2 separate regions of the Macaca mulatta genome follow, and region 2 is linked to region 1. Evidence: chromatin contacts called from public Hi-C data. All regions are on one chromosome and are shown on one strand. The core of a region is the stretch at or near the end of the contact, and the rest is flanking DNA. Distances in the headings are between cores, read along the strand shown.

What was found. Hi-C and Micro-C count contacts between places; a contact is called where the count stands out from the background.
Region 2: a Hi-C map of fetal cortical plate shows a contact between it and region 1, with 1.6 times the contacts expected there. The contact joins the promoter of CYB5R1 here to the promoter of KDM5B in region 1.

Annotation. Positions count from the first base shown.
Region 1 is chr1:60,468,555-60,471,859 of T2T-MMU8v2.0, forward strand. It overlaps KDM5B (lysine demethylase 5B), which reads right to left and starts at 1,726. Exons shown (of 26, transcript XM_078003047.1): 1 at 1,406-1,726. The coding sequence starts at 1,609. LOC144341181 (a long non-coding RNA gene) reads left to right here. Exons shown (of 2, transcript XR_013417965.1): 2 at 1-203.
Region 2 is chr1:60,636,169-60,639,473 of T2T-MMU8v2.0, forward strand. CYB5R1 (cytochrome b5 reductase 1) reads right to left here and starts at 1,597. Exons shown (of 9, transcript NM_001257476.2): 1 at 1,527-1,597; 2 at 1,085-1,234; 3 at 864-936; 4 at 223-329. The coding sequence starts at 1,541.

The sequences.
Region 1 (3,305 bases), core at 476-2,975:
CTGAAAACAGCTTTCCAAAACATAATGATTACAAACAGAATCCCTACAACTCAAAATGGCATTACAAAGAGCAAGCTTAAGGGAGAAAGGGGTGGGAAGGGGTCTTCCTCCACTTAGGAGTGGGGGTGGGGGAAGAGAGTGGGGAGAAGATTCTTAAACAGTAGGAAAGGCAGTTAAACCCCCTTCCCAACGGTCCCAGCCCGTCCAACCGCCGCTTAGGCCAACTCGGACTCAGACCCTCCCGAAAGGTGGGCAAAAACCAGGGGTGTAGGAGCGCACCCAGTTCCGGCCACGGGGGAAGGAGTTGGCCGGGCTCTCCTCAGCGAACGTTGGAGCCGTTGGGGATGGTTTCAGCAACACCCACCCCTCACTCACTGCCCCCAGGCCCGAGGCGCTGTAGACAGGGCTGCAAGGGCTGCGGTGGGTGACTGCCTTTCAGCGCCCAGAGGCCGAGGGCCGGGGGAAACGAGCACGAAATCTTCGGAGGTCTCTTCGTCTGACATTCCCCTACAAACACGGCCTCGCCCCGACCCCATCCCCAACAGCACAGCCCAGGCCTCCCCGGGGAGCCGAGCGGCTGAGCCAGAAGAAGCCGGGTGTGTGAGCCTTTGGGAGCGCGGGCGGGCATGGGGCCCACCACCGCCTGTCCTGCCCCCGCCGCCCCAAAAGTGTCCCCCCAGACACTAACGCCCCCCACAACACATCCGCTCCGGGGCCGGACCTGCGGCTCCTCCCCGCCCCCAGCCAGCGCTGGCCGCCCCCCTCTTGACCCCGGCCCGGGGGACACCTGGAGGCCCGGGGACCAGGCGGTGGAGGGGTGCCCTGGTCTGGAGGGTGGGGCGCCCAGGTGAGGGCCGCTCCGGGCCGACGCCGCCACCACACAAAGGACCAGGGGCTCCCGCCGCCATATTGAAAACTTTCCTCCTCGCACGACAACTCGCAAGTCCCCCACCCCCACCCCACCCCATCACACACCCCCGCACCCCGGGAGCGGAGGCGAGGACCAGCCTGCTGAGCCTCGCCGGGCCCACAGTCCTCCCTCCAGCCCGCGCCTCCGCCGGGCTACGTGAGGAAACTCCCCCGCGACCACCCCCGGCTCCTGCCATCACTCCATCCGGAACCGAACCCGAACCTCCGGACCCGGCCGCCCGAACCCCGCGGCGACCCGGCCCTCCCGTGGCACCGCCGAAGTCCCCGGTTCTCCCACGCTACTCATCTCCCACCCTAGAGAAGCCCCCATCTTCCTCCCCCAGCCTCAACTCCAACCTTCTAGGCAGCCTCAAACTTGACGAGGCCGGTGGGGCGACCGGCTCCCCGCCCCCCGCGCCTCGGGCCTCCCCAGACCCGCGCGTCCCCGCTCCCTCCCCCAGCCACGAGCTGGATCCGGGGTGCTGGCGTGACTCACCGGCGGCGGCCGCACCTTACAGATCCCAGTCTGCTCGGCTATAGGCCGGATCTTGTGGATGAAAGCGAAGGGGTCCGCGAACTCTTCCCAGCTGGGCTCGAAGACTGGGCACTCGGGGGGAGGCAGGAACTCGCCCAGCGGGCCCGGGCCCCCAAGGGGCAGCGCCGGGCGCGGGCCCGGGTGCAGCGCGGTGGCCGGCTCCATCACTGCAGGCTGGGCAATAGGCGAGGCGAGGGTGGGCTCCGGGACCGAGGCTGCGAGCTCCACTCGGTCCGAGACCCGTGCAGACGAAGCTCTGGCGACAGCAAGTCCGAGTTGTACGGGCAACGGCAGCACCTTGGGCTTTTTCAGCCTCCGACGACGACGTCTCGCCGCAAACCCACGCCGTGCGCCTCCGCCGCCACGGCGAGGAAAAAGAGTCCCACCCCACCCCCACCCACCCACCCTCCGCGCATGGCTCCCCGCCCCGCCCCCGAATTAGGAGGGGCCGCGCCTTCCGCTGTGGATGGAGTTTATCCTTAGGGTTTCAGTTGAGCCAACTTTTATTGACCATTTACTATGCATCAGAGTTCCTGCCCTGAAGAAGTTAAGTCTGGTAGAAAGGATCAGTCCCATAAGCCAATCATTCAATCATGTCAGTACACAGTGGTAGGTGCAGTAAAACCCAGGAGGGGGTTTTGGAAAGAGTATTGGAAATGGAGAAGGATTTTCCAGTAGAGATAACAGCTTGAACATACAAACAGCATGTTCGTGAGAAGGCAATAGTAGTAATAATAATAATAACGTAACACTTTTGGTCACTTTCATATCCTAGGCACTGTTCTAATTGCATTGCATGATTAATCACACAACCCTATGAGATAGGTACTCTTATTTCCACTTTACAATAAGGAAAGTGAGGCATAGGTAGATTAAGCAATTTGCCAAAATTCACATGGCTAATAAGTGATGGAGATTATTGGGAGGTGGAGATGTTGCAGGGAAAATAAATATCAACAATCTATGACAAGGTCAGACTTGAGAGGGGCAAAAGGCTCTTGAAATAATCCAGACAAGAAATGATAGGGTTTAATTTAAGGCAGTGGTACTGATGATTATGAGGAAGGGATGCAAAGGTAGGAAATAAAATTAGGACACAGTGACAGATTGGGGGGGAAGATGAGGTATTAAGATTCAGATGTCTGGCGTATCTGCCTGAGTAGATGCTAGCCGGTTGGCATTGGTGGGACGTTCACCCCAATTATATACACAAGGCGAGTTATTCAAGGGAAGAAGGTGCTGTGCTCATTTCTGGACATTTTGAATTTGAGGTGTCTCTGGTACAAACAGGTAGAGATACCCAACGGGGTATCCTTCAACGGACTGGAGGGCATAAATCAGAAGGGGCGAGATCAGAATTGGAGATATAAATCTGGGAGTTATGTGCATATGGGTGATAGCCGCTATTTAATGCTACTGTGTGTAAGGCACTGTTCTAAACGCTCTGCATGTGTTAGCTCACTGAGTCTTCGCAACCACCATATTGAGTAGGTACGATATTATCTTCATTTTGCAGAGCAGGCAACGGAGGCAAAGCGAGGTTAACGAACTTTAAGAGATATGAACACTTTTGAGGCGCCTTTTTTTTTTCCTTTTGGCGGGGGACGGGAGACGGGGGTGGGTGGGTGGTGTCCAGCAGCCTCAGAAAAAGGGAGAAAGTTCAAAAAGTAGAACGTCAACATTGAAATGACCTCTTTCATCCAAAAAGGTGCCAAACGTATGCAAGGACTGCTTGTCAAGATCTTAGTTCTGCTTTCAGATTCACCTAGTGGAAGGAAATCTCTTATGCTTAAGAAGTCTTCAATTAAAAGGGGGGATGGGCGTGGGGGGAGAGGACAACCGCGTTCCCTTCAACAAATTA
Region 2 (3,305 bases), core at 347-2,846, 170 kb after region 1:
CGCTCTTGTTGCCCAGGCTGGAGTGCAGTGGCGCAATCTCGGCTCGCTGAAACCGCCTCCTGGGTTCAAGCGAGTCTCCTGCCTCAGTATCCCGAGTAGCTCATACTTTTTTCATATCCACAAAGTATATACCATTTCCGGCTATCAGGCACATCTTAGAAATTTCTACAAATCCCAGAAAGAATGGGTAAGCAGCCCCAGGGTCCCTCCCTAGCCCCTTACCTTGATGACAAGATCCACGTAGCCTTGATCCTCATCACTGGTGACAGGAGTGTATGGTCTGATGACCAGGCTGCCATCAATTCGGGTGGAGAGGTAGATATGTTTGCCTGGGGACCGTGCAGAGAACTACATAAGGGCTGTCTGTGATGTGCTGCATCCCTCAAAATACTCAAAGAGATTTGAGAGAACAAGATGTCTTGCTTCCTGCTGTGGTTCCAAGGAGTTACCAGGCAGGGAAGATTCACCCCGTTGAACCCTCAGTTGGATCTCTCATAAGCCCCCAGTTGAGGAAATGCTTATTTCCAGCGTTTCCTGCCAGTTACTGCCAGGACCTTGACAGATGAGTCAAAAGGGTCTGGGCAATGGGAAAAAGTTAGTAGTGCTTGCTCAGATGGAGTAATTAGCAAATCCTGCAGGGAAGAGGCAAGACTGTTAAGTGTTAAAGCTGGTTGGGGGCCACGGAAGCCACACCCTAGAGGGGCCCAGTGGCACCTCACAGCTTGGAGGATGCAGAGCCAAGTGGGGGAAGGGGAATGGTGTGTGGAGTAAACCGGTTGAAGCAGCCTGTTTCATGAGACCCCAGGAGGGGAGTCACCTTCTGAGGATACCAGGGAAAGGAACCCATTCCACACTTTCCTTACCCACAGGCAGCCCCAGAGTGTGGTGGGCGGTGGGCAGGGCAAAGCGGAACCTCTTGGTGTTGTGGCTCACAGTCTGGAGGGTGGAGGACACAAGTGTTTCACCAAGCGCGCCTGGCGCTGCCACGTCCCTTGGACATCCCAACCACCGTGGGTGCTGTACCCTCCATGCCAGAAGCACTCTGGTCCCCTCCTCCACCCTGCCCCTTTCTTCCCCAACTTACCGTCTTGTCCAGCAGTCGTAGCAGGTACTTTTCATTGGGGTCCAGGAGAGTGACCTGAGGCCGGCGGGACCTCCGAACCAAGTAGGAGCCCACAGCCAGGCCGAGCAGAGTGACCAGCCCCACCCCCAGGGAGGCCAGCAGGACTGGGCTCTGTGGGTAGAGGAGGCAGCGTAACCGCCAGGCTGGGAAAGAGCCCGGGGCTTGGGTGCTGACCGTCCCAGGGGTGGCGATCTCGAGCTCCAGCGCGGAGGCATGCCAAGGGCAGAGGAGTAACCTGACAGGGTCCCGAGCCCGGATGTGCGGGACCGGGACCCCAGCATCCACTGTGGGCCCAGAGCCCTGCGGGGCGGGGTCGACAGCGACAGCTCCTGGTTCGGAGCTGAGTGGCCAGAACCAGATGGGGAGGGGTCCCCCAGTGGAGGATACTGAACGAGGGTCTTACCGGCTGGATCCCCATGACGGAGCACCTTTTCCTCCACCACCCGGCAAGCAGACAGATCCCACAGTGCGCCGCGGGGCGGGTCGGAGGGCCGGGCAGGCCTGAGGCTGGGCCGGGCAGGAGGCCGGACCTCGCGGCGCCGGGGGGGCAGGAGGCGGGGCCTGGCGGGGGGTGTCTGTCCGGGGCGGGGCCTAGCAGGAGGCGCCGGCGGCTGGGCCTGTTGGGGGCGGGGCCCGGCAGAGGCGGGGCTGGTCCTCTCTGTGCCCCACCCGGAAAGGGAATTCCGCTACTCGGTAGCTCAGGGTCTCCGGTGCTTATTCAAGATTTTTTAACTTTTTATTTTTTTCTCTCTGTCGCCCAGGCTGGAGTGCAGTGGCGCGATCTCGGTTACTGCAACCTCCGCCTCCCAGGTTCAAGTGTTTCTCCTGCCTCAGCCTCCCGAGTATCTGGAACTACTGGCATGCGCCTCCACGCCCGGCTAATTTTTTTATTTTTTTATTTTTTTTATTTTTAGTACAAACCGAGCTTCACCGTGTTGGTCAGGTTGGTCTCGAGCTCCAGGCCTCAAATAATCTACCCGCTTCGGCCTCCCAACGTGTTGGGATTACAGGCGTGAGCCACCGCACTCGGCCCAAGATCTTTTAAGACCGCAGCTCCAGTCTCTCTTCCCAGAGAAGTGGTCCCTGCCACTTCGACCCGCTTATATCCGAACAGGATGGGAGTTCTGCCTAAGGTAGAACCACGCTAAATTGGGGGATTGGAAATCTCTTGAGTCTGCGGGTGCTGAGCGGAGAGTGTTAACGATGAACCGGAGACAGGCTCAAAGTAGAGCAGAAGGGCCTGAAGTTAATCGCTGTGTAGCCACCTTAGTTTTTCAACCGGCTGAATTGCAGCAAGAGAATGGAACAGCCCGGAGGAGTCTCTTACAGGAGTGAACAGTGGCATGGCAACTTCATTTCCTGGTACCTTTTGACAAAAGACTGATTTTGTTTACAGCGCCAAGCTGTCAGCCTATCAGAATTATTCAGGAGCTTCCTTTGGCTTCAAAGTCCAAGCTTCATATCCTGATTTGGGTTCTTGTGCCCTTAGGGTCAAAGAAATTGACTTTTGAGGCAGAGTGTACAGAATAAGAATCTTGCCTCTAGCACTTATTGGCTCTGTGACCTTAGATAGCTTACTCAACCTTAGTTTCTTCATCTACAGATGGATATATATTATCTACAGACAGATAGTATCTAGTTCATAGCCTTAGCGTGAGGCTTCAATTGACATATGCTAACGTGCTTAATGTAGTGCCTGTCATAAAGCAAAATATTCAACAGATGGCAGTTACTATTATAACTTAAAAGACAGGCCGGGCGCGGTGGCTCAAGCCTGTAATCTCAGCACTTTGGGAGGCCGAGACGGGCGGATCACGAGGTCAGGAGATCGAGACCATCCTGGCGAACACGGGAAACCCCGTCTCTACTAAAAAATACAAAAAAAAAAAAACTAGCCGGGCGAGGTGGCGGGCGCCTGTAGTCCCAGCTACTCGGGAAGCTGAGGCAGGAGAATGGCGTAAACCCGGGAGGCGGAGCTTGCAGTGAGCTGAGATCCGGCCACTGCACTCCAGCCTGGGCGACAGAGCCAGACTCCATCTCAAAAAACAAACAAACAAACAAAAAAAGACAGCACAGAGGGTCAGCTAGGGTTTTAGGAATGAGCTCTGTCTGAGGCACAAGCATGGGACAGGAGGCGGCAGGAAAAGACATCAGGAGCCGCTGGAGCTACAGATTTCCTAAG